2 separate regions of the Mus musculus genome follow, and region 1 is linked to region 2. Evidence: chromatin contacts called from public HiChIP or PLAC-seq data. All regions are on one chromosome and are shown on one strand. Each heading gives the region's core, a stretch centred on a gene start, on an enhancer-like site or on the middle of the called end of the contact. The rest is flanking DNA. Distances are from core to core; before and after follow the strand shown. Region 1 overlaps Mccc1 (methylcrotonoyl-Coenzyme A carboxylase 1 (alpha)). Region 2 has its middle 30 kb from the start of Gm6639.

What was found. HiChIP or PLAC-seq counts read pairs in DNA pulled down with a chosen protein or histone mark.
Region 1: an H3K27ac HiChIP or PLAC-seq map of acute myeloid leukemia shows a contact between it and region 2, with 7 times the contacts expected there. The contact joins two enhancer-like sites. A contact is called at or near these places in 1 of 39 promoter capture datasets (embryonic stem cells), 6 of 15 datasets of contacts at CTCF or cohesin (the G1E-ER4 cell line, embryonic stem cells, large pre-B cells and 2 more), 172 of 484 Hi-C or Micro-C datasets (the 63-12 cell line, the AML12 cell line, the AtT-20 cell line and 82 more), 18 of 115 datasets of contacts at active chromatin or transcription factors (the HPC-7 cell line, Th17 cells, acute myeloid leukemia and 7 more) and 4 of 9 other capture datasets (adipose tissue, embryonic stem cells, liver and 1 more).

What each region holds. Positions count from the first base shown.
Region 1 is chr3:35,965,264-35,967,963 of GRCm38.p6, reverse strand. All of the region lies in intron 15 of Mccc1 (methylcrotonoyl-Coenzyme A carboxylase 1 (alpha)), which reads left to right. Among named protein-coding and RNA genes, the nearest start is that of Mccc1os, 33 kb to the left of the region's middle. Within about 2 kb of position 1,308, at least 33 of the 459 cell types and tissues checked have an H3K27ac peak or open chromatin away from gene starts, as enhancers often do. A contact at or near this core is called in acute myeloid leukemia, where this site is marked.
Region 2 is chr3:35,694,756-35,697,455 of GRCm38.p6, reverse strand. No RefSeq gene overlaps it. Among named protein-coding and RNA genes, the nearest start is that of Gm6639, 30 kb to the right of the region's middle. Within about 2 kb of position 1,410, at least 4 of the 459 cell types and tissues checked have an H3K27ac peak or open chromatin away from gene starts, as enhancers often do. A contact at or near this core is called in acute myeloid leukemia, where this site is marked.

The sequences.
Region 1 (2,700 bases), core at 59-2,558, 270 kb before region 2:
TTCTTCCTCTCTTTCTGAGAGTTTATCTCATAAATACAATGTACTGGGAACACATTCCATCTTCCATTGCCCTCTTACCCCTCACCTATCCTCAGCTAGGCCTCCAACCTTCATGACTTTATTCAAACCCAGAGTTAGGGCTGCTTGTGTGAGCACGGGTAGGGAGCTGTTTGCTGGCCATGGGCAACTCCTTACTAGTTACACAACTTAAGAAAACGATACCCTTCCCTGGCAACCATTAACTGCCAATGGCCCCTCTTCCTCCTCCTCTTTCTGTTTCCCTTCCTCCTCCATAAGGCCCCACCCCATCCAGAATAGAATGCTGAAGAGCCTGGTCTCATGCAGGCCTTGTGCAGGTGTGCAAGGTTACTGTGTGCCCCTGATTACAAACACCTGTGTCTGGGCGTTCCGTGTTTACAGCACACCCCCTCCTCTGTTATCTTATGTTCTTTGCACCTCCTCTTCCTCAATGCTGGGCTTTGGAGAGGGTGAGATAGGTACCCATCTGAGGGTGCACACTCGCACTCTCCCCTCTTATTCTCAGCACGCTGACCACTTGTACGTCTCTGCATCAGCCATCGGCCATTGCAGAAGGAAGCATCTCCACCCACAGCCGAGAGTAGCACTGATGTACTGGCATAAACACAAATGTTTAGAAGGTGGTTCGTGTGACATGAGGTGCTGTTCTTATCTTCTGAAGCTAAAACTCTGCCTTGTAAGCACCGACAGCAGCGATTCTCAATTTGGGGGCCGTGACCCATTTCACAGGGGTCCATCAGAAAACATAGATATGCATGTGCGTTACCATCCGTAACAGTAGCAAAGTTACAGTTATGAGGTAGCAACAAAAATGACTTTATGGTTGGGGTCAGCACAGCATGGGGGACAGTATTAAAGAGTCGCAGCGTTAGGAAGGTTGAGAACCATTGGGCTACAGTCTCTTCCCCTGTGTTCCTGAGGACCACTGTACTGCTTTCTGTCTCTGAGAGTTTAATGCTGTAGGCACCTGATAGACATGGAATAATTTAATATTTGCCTTTTTGTGACTGGCACATTTCACTTTTGTATCATGTCTTCAAGGATCAGAACTTCCTTTGGAAGTGGATAATTTTCATGCACTGTCTTCTCCTTATCCATTCATGTGTGGCTGCAGAAGGGTTCTTTCTGACTTTTGGCTGTTGTAAAAAATGCTGCTAGCCATGGGTGTGCACAGATAGTTCTTCAAAGTTGTTCTAAAGTTTTGAGTATGTATCTAAAAGTAGAATTGCTACATCATGCAGTAATTCGGTTTTTCATTTTTGAGGAACTACAGTAGTTTCCTGTAGCAACTGCACCTTTCTGCATTCTCACGAGCAGTGCCCAGGACTGTGTCTACACCCTGGCCAGAGCACTTGTGATTTCCCTCCTTTCTTGTTGAATGACAACCATCTTAATTGGTGTGAAGTGGCAAGATGTTGATGCTTTGATTCATAAATGTCTTAAGGATAATGGCTGGTTTTTTTTTTTTCTTTTCTTTCACTGGTGTGTGTGTGTGTGTGTGTGTGTGTGTGTGTGTACTTACTGGCCACTGGTATGTCTTCTTGGGAAAATTTCTCTCTGTTACCTTTGCCTTTCTATATTTTAATCCAACTATTTTGTTGTTGCTGTTGAGTTATTGGATGATTAGAAAAAGACCTAAGATCACGGCAGTACCCATTTTCACTAGTCATCATAAAGTATAGCATTTTCTAAGGTCCAGTGCCTTCTAGAGAACTCTACTCCATACTCATGAAGGGGGAAATTATTTTAAAAGCCAGATAGCATCGTGGTCCTAATGTGAAGGTTTTACAGGCTCTCTGAATGGCTGTGAGAAAGCCCAAAGAGATTGAGTCATTGTGTAGGAAGCTGCAGAGGAAAGCTTACACTAGCCCTTAATTAAAAGAAGTCTATAGCAAGCTGAGATGCTGGAGAGTTCTTGTTGTCTATGTGTGTGTGTGGGCTCACGCATGGGTCACAGAGTCCGTGTAGAAGTCAGAAGACAGTTCACAGGAGTTGGTACCATTTCCAATGTAGGCGCCTGGGGCTCAAACATGAGACTCAGGTCATCAGGCTTCGTAGCAGGCGCCAATCCCTGGGCCATCTTGGTTGGCTCTTTTAAAGGGTGTTAAAAATGTAAGGATTTAGCTACTAATTCAGTAAATCTAATATATCACTTTTAATATGAGCTGAAAGATTTCAAATTCTACAGAATGAATAGACCAGTAATATCCAGCACTTTGAGACACAGTAGTTTCCTCTATGTAAGCTTCACAGAGCCATGGGAACTCTACTCACTTCAAGACATGTACACCATGCTTCATATCAGTGCCTCTCCAGTGGGGGGGACTCTTTCTTGTTCCATGATGACTAGTAATTTTATCCTGTTTGGTTCATGGGAGTAAACGTGTTGTTTTGAACTTTTAGACAAAAACTTTTATACCCTAAGATTTTACAGATATTCAAACAGCTGTTTTAGTAGCTTGGAATGTAGAGTCAGTGTCATGTTTAACTTACGAGAGATGAGAACTAGTGTACAAATACTGCTACGTAACCTATTTCACTTCAGTTCCAACAGCGTATTTACAAAGAACAGACACAGACTTCTATACAAATATGTTGGAAATTGGAAAGAAAAACATAAGATTTAAATGAATATTCTATGTGAGAGGGAAATTTTCCAAT
Region 2 (2,700 bases), core at 161-2,660:
CGGTAGGGATTACTGCCTCTTGCATGGGTCTGGGGTGTTATGCCAAGAGCTCCCTGACAGGAACATCCTTCTGTAGGAGGCTGGTCATATGAAGATGCTGTTGTAAGGAAGCTGAGTATCCATGTTGCACCAGTCAGTGTTGCCAAGCATTGTTTCGTTTTGAACTTCTATGCAGTCACATGGTGTCTTGTCTGACTATTTCCCGGTGGGGGCACCAGTCTCAAACTTGCGTCATTTGCCTCTTTCTCCTTTGTCTACAGAGCTGCCTTGATTGTTATTCTTAGTGGACATTTAGATTTGTTAAATTTGTCACACAGTTTCTCTGTATTTTGAAAAACATCAGGAAAGAAGTTGAAAGTAAATTGATTTACAGTTTGGCTAAGGTAGGGCTAGAGGTGGGGATTTGAGCTAATGCCCTGCTTCCCATGCCTATAGACACCTACAATGTATAGAAAACAGTAAGAACATATGTAATTAACTGTGAGGCAGGCTAATAGTCCTTTGAAGGTGCAAAGAGGACCTGGGCCCCATGTTGTTGGGTTGTTTGAAGACACTTAAAAAATTAAATGTAGGCAGAGGGAAATGCAGTCTCAAAGATCTCTTGTTTTAATAGAGAAAATAATCAGGTTTGTGAGTCCTATGGTTTTCCCTTAATCTGGACCTGTGAGAGTTTCTTGTTCTTGATTTTATTCATTTGATAGGTGGGGAATGCAAGCTTTTTGCATCTACTCTTTGGATGTCAGCCTCAAGCTCCTGAGTTCTGAATCTTGCTAAACACAGCACAGAACAGTGATCTTCTGAGAGCCGAAGAGAGGGCCAATCGAGGAGTGATGCGTTTTGCTGAAGCATCTTTTCAGAGCATGCTTCACTGGGATTGGATGGCAAGCAAAGCTTCTTCTCCAGCTAATCACAGGCAAGATTGAGACCTGTCCCCATTAGGTCGGTAATAAGCATTGTGAAATAGGACAAGGAGCCAGGGTGTCGAGTTACAAAAAAGCCCTGTATTGTCTCCTTCTACCCCAAACATAACTTGGATGACCCAGATGAACCCCAAATGCAATCCAAATCTTCCTAAAGGAAGAGAGGAAATGTGATAGAGAGGAGGGCAAGAGCTCACATTGGCCAGGTGTGATCCTGATTTGGAGACAAAGGAAGGGACCCAGAAAGACAGCACAAGGAATGTTTTGGAGGCTGTAAAGAGCAAAGGGCCAGGTGCCACTCACAGGCATGTCCACCCTCTTGGCTCTGTAACACAACCCTGTCACCTGCAAAGTCAATGCTCAAGAGTTGCACAATTGAGTGACAAAAAAGTCTCTCATAATCTTTTAAATGATTTACTGGGTCATGCATTTCCCCTAGGCAGGGTGCTGTTTCCTCGTGGAGAGTGTGTTCCCCTTTCTCATCTCCTTTGGGGCAGATTGATTGCCAGTGTTGAGAGATGATACCCAGTTAGTTTCCTCAGGGAACCCCTGTGGGGTTTGGTTTAATTTTATTTCCTGCTGGAGACTGAACCAAAGCTTCACAGAGCTCCATGCCCTGCCCAGTTCCACCTGCTCGGTGTTTTTTAAGTGAACAGTATGAAAGCAAACTCGGCATAGGAGCTTCTGTTTCAGGGAGCCACGTTTGGGTAGAGGTCCATGCTCCACTTGGGTTTTTCAATCAGTTTGCTGCCTTAATATATTCAAAGCTAGCATCTCCACCCTGTGTGGCCCGTGGTGCTTCCAAGTCCTAAGTTTCTCAGTGGTTCAGCAGGTCCAGTTAGGTTCCTCCTGTCAGGGATCTCTTCAGTTCCGGTAGCTCTTTTTCCTTGGATGAGATACTCTGCTTGTTACACCTACTGATACCCCTTCTAGTCTCTTTTACTGTTGTTATTTTTTCTCTTTCTCTTCCTCTTCCTTCCCCTCCTTCTTTGTACCCTCTTTCTCAGTTATTTTTCCTCTTAATTTTTTATTTAAGACAGGGTCTTTCTATATAGACCGTGATGTCTTGAAATTCAGAAATCCTCCTACCTCAGCTTCTTAAATTCTGGGGTTAAAGATGTGTACCACCAAGGCCAGTACCATCTTATTTTTGAGACAGGGTTTCTCACTGAACCTGAGGCCTTTTGATTTGTGTAGACTAGCTGGCTTGCAAGCCAGGATTCCTCCTGTCACTACAGCCTCAACTGGGTTACAGTGTGTGCTGCCATACAGGGCTTTTCCAAGTGGCTTCTGGGAGCTTGAACTTAGATCCTCTTTCCCATCATCTAAGTCATCTATCTTCCCAGCATTTTCTTCCTTCCTACAGATATTCATTTTTCTTCATTTAGTGGTATTGTCAGGATTTAAATAAGAAGGAAAGTATGTGGTTACTTTATTTGCTTAATCAGAAATCAGCCTATATGCCACCAGAGAGTGGGCTCAGCAGTAAACTGTATACTGTTGTTGTAGAGGGTAGGAATTCAGTTCCCAGCACCCACACCATCTGTAAGCCCCAGGAAGGTCTGATGCTACTACCCATCATGGGCACCACCACATCCTCCCCCACATACACATTATTAAAAAATAAATCTCAAAATTAAATATATCAGTCATTAATTTCAGTGTTTCAATTTTTTTTTAACTGTATGTCTTTGAGGCAACACATAATGGGATGAATTCAAATAATGTTTTGAGTCGGAAAAGCAGAATTTTATCACTGCCTTCTCATGCTTCCCTGCTG